Linked DNA regions of Gossypium hirsutum: region 1 is linked to region 2. The links are chromatin contacts, called in public Hi-C maps. All regions are on one chromosome and are shown on one strand. The core of a region is the stretch at or near the end of the contact, and the rest is flanking DNA. Distances in the headings are between cores, read along the strand shown.

Evidence for each region. A called contact is a pair of places that touch in the nucleus more often than the background predicts.
Region 1: a contact with region 2 is called in a Hi-C map of leaf, with 2.3 times the contacts expected there. The contact joins the promoter of LOC107943467 here to the promoter of LOC107910344 in region 2. A contact is called at or near these places in 4 of 34 Hi-C or Micro-C datasets (hypocotyl and leaf).

The regions. Positions count from the first base shown.
Region 1 is chrA03:85,773,575-85,780,144 of Gossypium_hirsutum_v2.1, forward strand. LOC107943467 (E3 ubiquitin protein ligase RIE1) reads left to right here and starts at 1,631. Exons shown (of 5, transcript XM_016877216.2): 1 at 1,631-2,437; 2 at 3,331-3,450; 3 at 4,030-4,162; 4 at 4,252-4,410; 5 at 4,527-5,075. The coding sequence starts at 1,965. The coding sequence ends at 4,688. LOC107943466 (nuclear pore complex protein NUP155) reads right to left here. Exons shown (of 13, transcript XM_016877215.2): 11 at 6,022-6,240; 12 at 5,548-5,876; 13 at 5,187-5,414. The coding sequence ends at 5,297.
Region 2 is chrA03:85,526,783-85,533,457 of Gossypium_hirsutum_v2.1, forward strand. It overlaps LOC107910344 (two-component response regulator ORR21), which reads right to left and starts at 1,800. Exons shown (of 5, transcript XM_016838166.2): 1 at 1,230-1,800; 2 at 640-792; 3 at 162-560. The coding sequence starts at 1,434.

The sequences.
Region 1 (6,570 bases), core at 381-2,880, 250 kb after region 2:
AACCTGTAGAAATTATTGTTCAGGATTTTTTATTTTTACTTTTAGGTTTTTTTTAATTTTTAAATATCCATGAGGTACATGTGGTTAGAAGTGTTTAAATTTCGGTTAAAATTAAATTAATTGATTGAACCAATCTAATTCGATTAATCAGTCGGTTAACTGATCTAATTCGATCAGAAGTTGATTAATAATTTTTTGAAAGTTTGATTATCGGTTAACTCAGTTCAAAATCGGGTAATTAACCAAACTTAATAATTAATAATAAAAATTGTATGTAGTTTTAATTTGGTTAATTCGGATAATTCGGTCAAATGAATATTATCAATTTATTTTTTATATGTTTTATACTTGTTTTAACCAAAAACAAAAAACAAAAACATATAAATTTCGGTTCGGTTATTTTTTTGAACAATTTTTTATTTGGTTAACGGTTAAAGGATTAAAAAGTTTGATTAATTCAATTAACACTAGTTCGGTTTGGTTAATAGTTTGAACACCCCTACATGTGACATGACACGTGTGGTTGCCTATTTGCTCACTCAGTCACATCGTCACTTAACGATAGAAATGAATGAAATTTTTAATAGAATAACTAGTTTACTTTTTTATCTAACATAGATAGTCTAATTTGCTCATTTTTCGAATAGAGGGGATAAAATGTAATACAACTCTTAGTACAAGGGTTTTCATACTACTTTACTACAAAAACCTTGCAAAAACATATGTTTTGTTTAAAAAAATATATTTTTGAAAATATAGTTTAAAATTTTAAAATATTTAATATTTGCGTAAAAAAATTGGGTAGAAAAACACGAAAGAGTTATAAAAGTAATAAAATCAAGAGTAAACTAAATCAAGAATCACTAAATTATTAGTAAGTTTATATTTTGGTCATTTAATTTTAAAAAGTTACAAAATAGTCATTGAACTATTTGAAAGTTTTCTTTTAAGCCACTGTGTTGTTAAAATCACAATTGTATGGTATTCTCTATTTGCACCGCCTACACTAATCGAGCGTTCTCTTTCCCTTATTTTCTACCCTTTTTTTATATAAAATAGCTTTGAATGTAATAAATTTGTGAAACAAAATTTAAATAAATTTCTTCTTCAATCTCTTACACTGACCATCATATCGAATTGAATCTAAAGCATGTTCTTTTACTCTATGGGTATTAATCCATCATAACGATCATCAAATCGTCGTTTGAAGCTTACTAACTAGATTTAAAAAAAACAAAAAAAAATCTTAACAACACAATGACTTAAATAATTTTTTTAAAATAGTTTAGTGACTTAAATAAAAATTTTTAATTAATTTAATGATAATTTTATTACTTTTTAAAAGTTAAGTGATCAAAATGTAATATTATTAATAATTCAAATAATAGTTTAAAATCAATTAATATTTATGGAGTGTAGTGAATCATAGAAATCTCAAAGTATTATAAAATAAATAAAGTTGTAAAGTACTATGTTTGAACTTCAAAAACCGTATTACAGCAATACAAAAAACGCAGCGCTTTAACGGAAAAATAGAAAACGCAGCGGTAATAAATATGGTTGGGTAAAGAAAAAGCCAAAAAGACTGATAAATATAAAAGAAATAAAGCGCGAAAGTAAGTGAAAAAGGAAAATTACATACATAACACACTGTTTTTTTCTTTTTAGGAAACAAAAATAATAGAGCAAAGCAGAATCCGACAGAAAACAAAATAAAAATCAATAAAAGCATCTAATTAGCAGTGAGGAGGGCAGTTCCGTTCTCAACCGAAAACTCTTTAATCCAACCAGATATTCCCTTCTTTTTCTTATTTTCAACAAATATGGTTTTTATTCTTGCTAATGTTAATACTCCAATTATGTGTTTCTTCTCTTTGTGAGTTCTCCCCAGATTTCTGAAAACCCCGAAATCAAAAAGGTGTTTTCTTTTTGTTTGTTTGTTCACATCTTCATCCAAAGCAACCATGGCGGCGTCTGATCCTCACGCGCCACTCCTCCCCCCGCGTCAACCTGATGGCTCGGCTGCTCGCCCTGTATCGTTGGCGCATTTATTGGGGCGAGCCACGGGACGGCGTGGCGCTTCCATGCTAGTTAGGGAGACAGCGGCACGTGAGTTGGAGGAGCGGAGGGCCGACTGGGGGTACTCGAAGCCCGTGGTGGCACTGGACATGCTGTGGAATACAGCGTTCGTGGTGGTGTCGGTAGTGATGTTGATAAGTACGGCGGATGAGACGCCCAATACTCCTATTAGATTATGGATCTGTGCTTATGCTTTGCAGTGCTTGCTTCATGTTGTTTTAGTGTGGTTGGAATACAGGCGAAGGAACAGTAGGAGAATATCTGTTACGGATGAGGAGAGAGGAGAAGCAGTTTCTGGGGATGTTAGTGATAGTGAAGATGAAGAAGACAGCGGTCTTTTTGGTTCAAATGAATCAAGGTCAGTTTCTTTTAGTATAATTTGACTTAAAATTTGATTTTTTTTTTGTGTGTGTGTGTGTTTAAGCTTAAAATGTTGATTTTTTTTGTTTAATTTTAAAATTTAGTGTTTATTGTTCTTTAGTTTAATTGAGATGAGGATTCAGGATTTCTTTAGAACCGATTTGTATTGGAGCATGAACTATTTATGTTCTGAAGTTAGAATTTTGATGGAAGTATTGCTCATTTTCTGTGTTAAACTGGATGAGGATTTTAGTTCGATTTGGCGTTTTATTGGATTTTCAAGATGAATTAGATTAGGGTTTGAGGATTTAGGGGATTTAGGTCTATGGTTATTCTCAAGGAATTGGAAGGGCTTTGTTTTGGTGTTGACATTTATTTTGGCTATGGCACTGTTTTGTATGGTTTGCATGAATATATGAATTATCGTTATCCTTAGTCTCCCTTTCAAGAGGAGTGGAATGTCGAAACTCTGGGAATATTCTGCGCGGGGCGAATTAGGCTGCATTGTGTTTTTGTATACTTCCATGGTTCAAATAAAAGAACTAGAATCATAGACCATAGGACTAGCGTTGAGCTTTGAATGATGGTAGAATAATTTAAATTTACGACACTTTTTGCCCCACGTTGTGCATGATAAGGAAGTTTTGGAATTTGATGCGTCTTATCTTGTAACCAACCAATTACTGCAATATGTCCTATTATAGGTAGTTTTATTTTGATTATATCGATCGATGCAGTCGACCAAAGCTATGAAATTGTTACCAAGCTATCATTTGAATGGATTTTTCTTGTATTGTACATCTAGATTTGCATTTATTTCCTGTTGTAGAAACTTTAACTTGGGATGATCAATTTATTATTATTGTATTGATTTGATGATGTAATGGGCAGTATAACTAAACGATGCGAAACAGTGAATACCATGGCATCATTTCTTTGGTGGATAGTTGGCTTCTATTGGGTAGTTTCTGGTGGTGATATCCTTCTGCAGAATGCCCCGCGGTTGTACTGGTATGCTGTTAGCCAATCTATTTTTTAACAAGCAACTTATTCTTCAGTTTAGGGTTTTACATATTTGTGAATAACATATTGATTTCCAACCCCACGGAAACAAGAAATATGTAGAAGAGTTTCTACCTTTAATTGCCAAGTTATTGAAAAGTTGTACACCGGATATTATCTCATTCTTTTATAATTAATCTATGGTGTTCTCCTTCAGACACAGTCACAATCAAGCTGTCACCATTAGAATATCTTTCTCTGTTTCTCAATCTGTTGCATAAAAAAAAGTTGATATTTTAGTTAAGCCAAAGAAAGGAAATGGTAAAATGCTTCTACCTGTTAAGCATTTTGGATTTTCAAATACCTTTTTCCAAAAAGACTGTCTAGTGTTTTCTAGTCTTCTTCTTCTTCTTCTTCTTCCTTTCTTTTTTTTTTTTTTTTTTCTTTTTTTGCGGGTATGTTATATGGAAAAGCTTTAAAAAGAGATTGAGATACACATTAACCCCTATTCCGAGTAAAATAGGTTTGTGGCATGGGTACCATGGTGTTTGCAAAGAGACTTGGATCTCAAATTTGTGACTTTTGCAGGTTGGCTGTGGTTTTTCTGGCATTTGATGTGTTCTTTGCAATCTTTTGTGTTGTTTTGGCGTGTTTGATTGGGATTGCTCTCTTCTGCTGCTTGCCGTGCATCATTGCAATTCTTTATGCTATTACGGAGCAGGTATGAAAAACTTATGTTATATTGACTGAAATCTAGAATGGATCTGCAGTAGCGCTTAACAGCATTTTCATTCTTGTGGTATTGATCAGGAAGGTGCATCGGAAGCAGATCTTAGTATCCTTCCAAAATATAGATTTCAGATTATAAACAACCGTGAGAAGCCTAGTTTGGGAGCTGGAAAAATGATCCCCATAGAAACAAGCAGTGGATACTTGGCAAATGAGCGCATACTCTTAGCTGAGGATGCAGTAAGTTACAACGCAATCTGACTCCCCTTTGGGGTGATTGCTTTGCTAAATATGACTCTCTAAGATGACTGCTTTGCTATTATAATTGCCCGTGTTTTCTTTTTCTGTTTTTGCAGGAATGTTGTATATGTCTAAGCTCATACGAAGATGGCGTGGATCTTCATGCTCTCCCTTGCAACCATCATTTTCATTCAACGTGTATTGTGAAATGGCTTAAGATGAATGCAACTTGTCCTCTCTGTAAGTACAATATTTTGAAGGGAAATGAGCAAGTATGAAAGAACAGGAGAGCAAGCCTTGAACATTGTCAGATTAAGTTGTCGATGATGCTGTGTATGTACAGAAAAAACGGAAGTTATGAAGAGCTGAAACTGAACTATGAAGACCGACATGCGGTAATACATTCTTAGCTTCATTTTTTTTTTTTTTTTGGTTTAAATGACCTTTTGGGGTTAACCTGATTCCTCTGGGGCTGGGCCCTCCCTGTGCGAGTTTTTCCACCGTCTTTAATGAAAATAGAGATGGTTTTCATGCTTCAAATGTTATCAGTATTTTATTTGCTTCATTATAATTGGTAAGAGTGAAAGATTAGTGGCTTATTGTATATTTGTTTGTTTGTTGTATATTTCCTATATGGTTGTTTTGTTCAGTTGAACTTACGAATATATTTTTTCTATTTTCTTTTTAATTTTTTTCTTTCACTAGAATAAAAATCGATATTATTTTATTTTACCATTATAGCACAAATGAAGCTAAAAAGCAAATACAAAGAACAATAGAGAATTCACTTTTTCATTAAATGAATAGCAAATTTGAAATGTGATACAATTTGTTTATTATTCATACAACAACAAAACCAAGTTTTAACTTTGAACCGAACGAACTATCAAAATCGGTCAAAAGAAAATGGGGCAATTAAAGATTCTTCAAGTTCCCGAAATCCTCTATAAACAGCCTCAGTCCGACTCTGTGGAAGTGGCAATCTCCTCACCTCCGTCATGTACCTGCAAAATCCCAAACCAAAATATACTATTTTATGAGTCCAAAACTAAGTATTCGCTCAAGGACACCCTTATTAAAGGATACATTTAAGGCTTCACAGTTCTTGCTCAACATATGGAACATGAAAAACTTGACCTGTTTGCTGCACTAGTGATCTTGTCCCGAATCCCCTGGTTTAGAACCATTGTTTGTTCTGGCGAGAATGCTCCACCTAATATTAAAGAAGCACCAGCAGCAGTCGTGCCCATCCTCTGTGCAAATACAGACATTGCCCATTCGCGAAGTACCACTAGCACTGATTGAAGAAGGCGTAATCTGAGATTCGGTGATGACAAAATAGCCCCATTTGATAATAGTTGATCGTAAGTGTTCAAAGAAGGTTCAGCTGCACCCTTGCAAGCAGCCAGAAGAGCCCTTGCCACATCTTCATCCCCAACAGATTCAGTTCCAGATTCCACCCTCTCCTACCAAGTCGATCATGTTACGAAGAAGTTTAGTATTCAACAAAACAAGAACCAATTCCATTCAACAAAGCTACTGTAATGAGAATAAAATAAATTCTTGCTTTTCTTCCATTACTTTAATTGAAATTGTAAGATAAAAATATACCAATGCAGCCTTCTCTAGATGAAGGCATAGAGTATCCAGAGGTAATACAGCTCCATCTCCCGGATAAACTTTAGAACCAACCCGCTTCAAAACGGAGCAAGCCTCAGCAACTCCACCGCTTAAAAGAGCTTGATCAATAAGTCTAGCCCAAGTTTCTCGGATAATGCTACTATCAGCATCACCTGAATAGTTTGCGAAGTACAACATTTCCAGGCATATCTAAAAGCAGAAATGAGAAGGCAATTAATCTCATTATTAACAAGAATAATGATATAGGAACACAAGTTAGCACATGATTAGGTAAAAGGAAATAATAGGGTACTCAGCTAAGTTCATGGAAGCGTTATCCAAGAAAAAACCTTACTAACCTAGAAAAGCCATAATGTAAAACAACTCCTAACAACATGCAAAAACATTTGAAAACACAATTCAGTTTAACAAAAATTCAAGTACCTACATAGGAGATAAAATTCTCTCTCCACCCTCATTTTGATACCCGTTTGTCCCTTGTCAGATCCCAAAATATATGTGCATATATAAATATATTCT
Region 2 (6,675 bases), core at 550-3,049:
TGAAATAGCAGCCACAATGTTTTATCCAGCAATAATAAGAAAAGCAATTAGTATTAACATTTTCTATTTCAGAGATTGCACAGAATACAAAAGCCTATCCCTGTCTGAATTCAACATAGTAAGAAAAATAAATAAAAGGATCAACTCGCTAGAAATCTTACTATCAATCCCTAGCTGGTTTACAGCACTGACAAATTGTTGGTGCAGTTCCACTGACCAAACAACACGTGGTTTCTTTGATGTGGATGGATCATCATTGTCAATTTCACCATCATCCCCTTCTTTTGAATTGCTCCTCTTTTTCAGAGGTTTCAATGATGTGTCTGTTGCATCATTGGCGGAAGAACCATATTCAGCATCATCATGCCCTCGTTTATGCTGATCAGTATCATCTAAGCTTCCTGAATGTTCTAGCTCCTTATTCTCATTCCATTTCTTCCTCACAACATGCTGCCATATATTCTTTAATTCTTCCTCACGTATGGGCTTAATCAAATAATCACAAGCCCCATGTCTAATTCCCTTCATAACAGCACGTGTGCTCCCATCAGCCGACATCACTACAACAGATTCATCATGTCAGTAAGCAGAAGAATAATATTTACCAAAAGTCTTCATGGAAAATAAATGAATACTTACTAATTACTGGAAGATCCATTTCAAGCCCAACATGTTCGAGGAGTTTATAACCATCCATATCTGGCATATAAACATCACTTAGTATCACATCAAAACACCCTTTTCTCTCCCGTAAAAGGTTCAGAGCAACTTTGGCTTGGGGGCAAGTAGTAACTGCAAAAAAAAGGAACTTTACTTTTAAAAAGTAATGAAGAAAATTGAACATACATCATAACATTTCACTGTGCTCAAAAATAAGAAACTAATACGAAACCCTAAAACTAATTAAGACTCTTTCTGGTTGTTAGCGAGAATCTACCACATGCTTGTGAATGGTACGCAGCACATGTTAAGAGTTCAACACTTGAACATGTAATTTTAGCTAAATAAAAAGGCTTCATTTCACTTTTAGGAAGTAATTATGTTTAACTTGCCCTGTATTTTAGTGATTCGATAATCTTTAGTCAAATGCAATTTTGTCTTTCCTCGTTTGCTTAAAAGTAACAACGAAAATATACTAAAAACCAAGCTTAATTCAAGATGGCAGTGTTATAAGCAGAAAATGCATGGAAATATATATAAGTGAATCTATAAAATGCAAAATTAAGCACCGTGATAGCGGCAACGGTGAAGCATCTGCTCGAGGATTTTTAAGCAGGTAATGTCATCGTCCACAACTAGAACCCTCAACCCAGCCGGGAACTGATCAGAGATCACAATATCCGCTGCTTTGCATGACGTCAAGCCGCCGTAGCTGGTGGTGGTAGCGTCACTCGTACTCACACTGGACTGTACAACTCTATGCATGGTAGCCATAGTCAGAAAAACACAACTCACTCACACATTTAAAAAGAAACCCTATAATCACAATCCTTCTCTCTTAACGATTCCAATTCACCAAAATAAACCAACGAACTCCACCAAAACGAGAAACAGTAGAAACAGAGAGGAAGAAGAGAAACCCTAGAAATGAGGGGTTAAATTGAAAGGCTTAAACCGGGATCGGACCAACGAGTGAATAAAACAAGGATAAATTGGAATCTATTTTCTTTGATGTTGAAAAATTTTGGTGATCCAAAGTGAGTTGATTTTTCTTTTCTTCTACAGGAGAAGAAATAAGAGAATTGGTATATAACGCGCAAAAAAATAGAGAAGAAAGAATTTGTCCTTATCGGTTAATTTATTTATTTGAGACAGGGCCAGATAATATAAATAAGTAGAAAACACGCCCAAAAAAAAAAAGTTGAAAACGGAGGGAAATAATTGGGGAAGCGAGAGGTGGGGCCCACTTATCCAGCGATTGTCAGTCAGGCACAGTGGGTAGCGTGCAATTTCCGGTCCGCAATCCTTTGGTTTTCTCGACTCGGTCTGGTCTGTGAGGGACGGCTCATGCCACTGCATTAAAATACTCAAGGTTAATTTGATAAAAGGACTGATTTTAAAAATTAATTATGGATTTAGGATGTGTTTTTCCCAAATTTAGGGAATTTGATCAAATTATGGATTTAGGATCGTCTTGCAGGAAGCATTTCTGCTGAAGTGGCAGTCAGAGTCGTATTGACCTTCTACGACCACATTTCTCGATCATTTTTTAACATAAAATTATGTTTTTTTAATTATTTATTTAAATAGGTGGAAACCAGAGCTAGCAATCAGGAGGGTTCGAGCCGCTCGGATCCAATTTACCTTCGACTTAGATTTTTCTAGACCTGGATTAGCTCAAGTTTAGGTTTACCCGGGCAAGGGCTTTTACGGGCTTAGAAAGTTCAATTTTTTTCAAACTGGTTAGATCAAGTCGCACAGGCTTTCAAGAATTAGACCATTTTAAAATTGTTAAATTATAAATATTTTAATTTTGAATATAATAATTCATTTTATTTTTATAAGATGACAATGCAATTTAAGTTCACCTTATAAAATTAAAAATTATATATTTAATAAAGTTATTTTATATAAAATTATTAAAGTGTTTTCTGTATGTAAATTTTATTATTTTATGATATTATATGAATTAATTAAAATATATTTTATTATATTATATTGACAATTAAATAATTTTTTTATCTTTCTTATTAAATCTATAAACTTAATACTCATATTCTAAAATATTTATTCCAAGAGCTAAAAATATATTATACTAAGCCCAAAGCCAAATAATCTATTTATTATTAAATGTGCTTGTGGGTCGGGTCAAGTTTGAGTTGGGCTCATGCAAGGTATCTAGACTAATTTTTCAAGTTCGGACTCAATATAGCCTAAAAAATGAGTTTTTTTCCTCACAATTGGCCTAATTTATGAAAGGTAAACATTGGTCTGACTCACCCCATCCATATTTAATTTTTTTAAATTAATTTTTATTTTAAAATATTTTTTAAAAATATAATACATGCACTAAAAGCCCTTAAATAAAAGTTTTCTATCACATTAAAAATATACTAAAAAGTATTAATATTAAAAACATTACCATAAATATAATAAAATTTGTATTATATTAAAAACACAAATAAATGTAATAAATATTGTATTGTCTTAAATATAATTTTAAAATTTTATATTTTGGGTTGGGTTATTTAGTTGCTAAGTTTTTTTTGAGATTTTGAGTAATGAATTTAATTGTTATTGGGTTAGTAATTTAATATAAATATAAATATATAATTATTATTTAATACATATAATTAATTATAATACTTTTTATAACATAATATATTTAGGCAAGGCCGGGCTCGGGCAAAAAAAAATCTTGCCCAAGACCTGATCGATATAGAAAACGGACCTTAAATTTTACCCAAACCCATTTTTTGAGCCCTTTATTTTTGTTCAAACCCTCTCATTTTTCAGGCAGGCCTTCGGGCCCAAGCAGGTGGTCCGGCCCAAGAGCAAGTTTACTTATTATTGTCCAAACTCAAAATAAACTAATTATAGCCCAAATCTTAAGTCCAAAATAAAAAATAATAATAATAAAACTGTAATGACCTGAAAGTCAGTGTTACCGGAAACGGTGGTTGTGGAACCCTACTAAACAAGTTTAGTATGAAATTTAATTAAAGTTTGGTATTTTAATTTTGCTAATTGGATAGTTAATTAAGGTAAAAGTGTATCAAATAGTTAATTAAGGTAAAAGTGTATCAACCCTAAAATCAATGATATCGGAAAATAAGGTATTGGAACTTTGTTTTTATAAACCAAGCCCAAAATTATTTTTACTAAATACTTATAGAATTACTATGTAGATGAATTGAATTTTGGATAAATAACTTTGTCGAATTAATAATTAATTGTAATAAAAAATTAAATAATAAAAGTAATAAAAATTAATCGTTATAAATTTTTATTTGTTAAAAGGGTTAAATAATAATTAAACCAAACGTTAATGTGGCAATCAGGGCATTATTCATTATAGTTGACGATTGGTGACATATACGTGTGTGAAACCATTTAAATTATATTATATTTAAAATTTATAATAATAAAAACATGTGTCATAAAACAAATTTAAAAAAAAAATCACTCAAATTCCATTCTCATCTTTTTCTTGGCCGAACTTAGGAGGAAGAAAAGAGAATTGAGTTTCAATCTTTCATCCTTTGCATGGTAAGCATTTTTAGTCTGTTTTCCGTAAATTTTATTTTTTTGAGATCGTGGTAGCTCGATTTAGTTAACTTGTGCATTATTCCCTAAAACTGTTAAAGTTTCAAAATGTTTCCATTAAAGTTTCAAAGTTTCAAATTGTGAAAATTGTTAGTTTTGAATATAAGGACTAAAGTGTAAATATTTCAGAATTTGTATGAAATTTCTGTAATTATAGATAATATAGAGCTGTAGAAGGATGAAATTGAGATCAATTTTGAAACCGAAGCGAAAATTCAAAAGTTATAGCAATTTTGGTTCTAAGGACTAAATTGAATAAAATGTAAAACTTTAAGGGACATCCAAAAGATGAAATTGAATTGATACATGCTTAACATAGGCTGTTATAAGGTATTTGGAATTGATAAATTGAAATGAATTATTATTTAGATCGAGAATTGAATCAATAGAAGGATAATCGCAGAAAAGGAAAAATTGCAGATTAGTCATCGACATCTAGCTAGTAGTTGTTTTGTCTGAAAAGTTCATGTGAAATACACTATGCAAATTTTATGATATGTTTTATTATATTTAATGTTTATTAGTTAGATTAATTATAACTTTGATGATAATAACTTATAAAGGACTAAATCATAAATTATGAATTGTATGGCAAGTACAAATAGGTACATGGATGTTAGCTTAAATTGATTATATGTTTAATATTAGTAGATTATATGCTAGAATTATATAAGTTTGGAATGGAAATGTGGCATAAATAATTTGTACCTTACTGAGTTGGGTGAGTTGGAATGATTATGCAAATGAGAATGTTGTAAGTTAGTGTAACACCCCATGCCTAACCCGTCCATTGGATCCGGGTATGGAGCGTCACAAGCAGACCTATACTTAATTTTTCTAACTTAGTTGTTATAAAACAATTTAAAAATAAAACTATCTAATAATGAAATTAAAAATAGCAATCCTTGCAATAAAATGCCTTAAGCCACTAAATGCTTGGCTCCTCACTGTTCTAGCTTCTAACCAGACTATCTGTTTACAAGGAATTTCTTAAAACTTAGATAAGAATTATCTATCCTAAAAAATCCAGATCCTAGATATATTATCTGGCTTCGTTAAAATAGTCCCTAAGGCGAAGTGTAACATCCCCAAAATTTCTAGAATCTTGAATAGTGATAGATAAATAATAGACTAGTTAGAATATGAAAAAGTCATAAATTGGAAATTTACAGATATAGGAGACAGAAGTAGAAGGTATTTGGAAAAATATAAATATTAAGATAAATTAATTCAAGGTACCGATTAAATTGTAAGAGAATGGAAAGTATTGGGACAAAGTGAAAAAAATTAGGCGTTGAAAGGATTAAATTAAATTGATGAAAAAGGAAGATGGACTAAAGGTAAAAATATACCAAAAGGAAACATGACAAATGAGTGGTATTATAGAAAAAGTGAAAGAGTAAAATGGTAATTAATTGAGAAGATAATTATGAAAAAAAGTAATAGCTTAATTGAAATTAAATGATGCTGGAAAGGCAAAATGGTAAATAACATAAAAGAGATATTTTAATAGAAAAGACTAGAGAAATGGAGGAAGGAAGAGATGGGAAGTGGCTATAAATAAGCATCAACCATTTGTGTTTCACATCACCGCCATCTTCTAGTATTCCCATGTTTTACTTTTCTTTTAACTTAGTTCTTCTCACCAAATAGAAGCCCATTAAACTAGTTTCTTCCAAATTTCTCCAAGATTAGTGAGTGAAATCAATAAAGGAGTCTAGTAACTATCTAAATGTTATAAGAAATGTATTCATGAATGCTTTGGATGAGAGAGAAAATGAGGATTAATAGAGAATACAAACAATTGAGATAAGAATTATAAACTTCTCTTAAAATACATGTTAGTTTTGGTTTAAAAACATAGATTATGATATTTTAGAATGATTTTAATGTGAAAATATTGTGTATTTTAATATGGAAAAATGAAGAAAAAAATGAAGGAAGTTGAGAACAAATAGATAAATAAAGCAAGAAAGTGGACAAAAGGAGAAGGAGAATGAATAAAGTTTAATTTCAAGTTTTGAATTGTAAGTATAACTAGAACCTTACTTGTTTTGATTATTTAGCTAATTGTTAGGATGAATATAATTTTATATGATATTTAATTACAAGTTAGGATGAATATAATTTAAGATGATATTTAATTACAAGTTCATATATTAAATAAGTGAAGAATAATGCATGATAATGATTAAGTATAATAAATAATAAATGGATTGTGTTTATTAATTAATATGTGATAGATAAAATGAAAGAAAAGTGAGAAATAAATAATAAATTAAATAGAAAGATTAAATTGTAAAAGATGACAAAGTTGATAGAATCATAATTATTATAAGTATATATATGTGTAAAGTAAAATAACTGTACATATATGAGTAATGTGATAAATGGTATGGTGAAGTCATG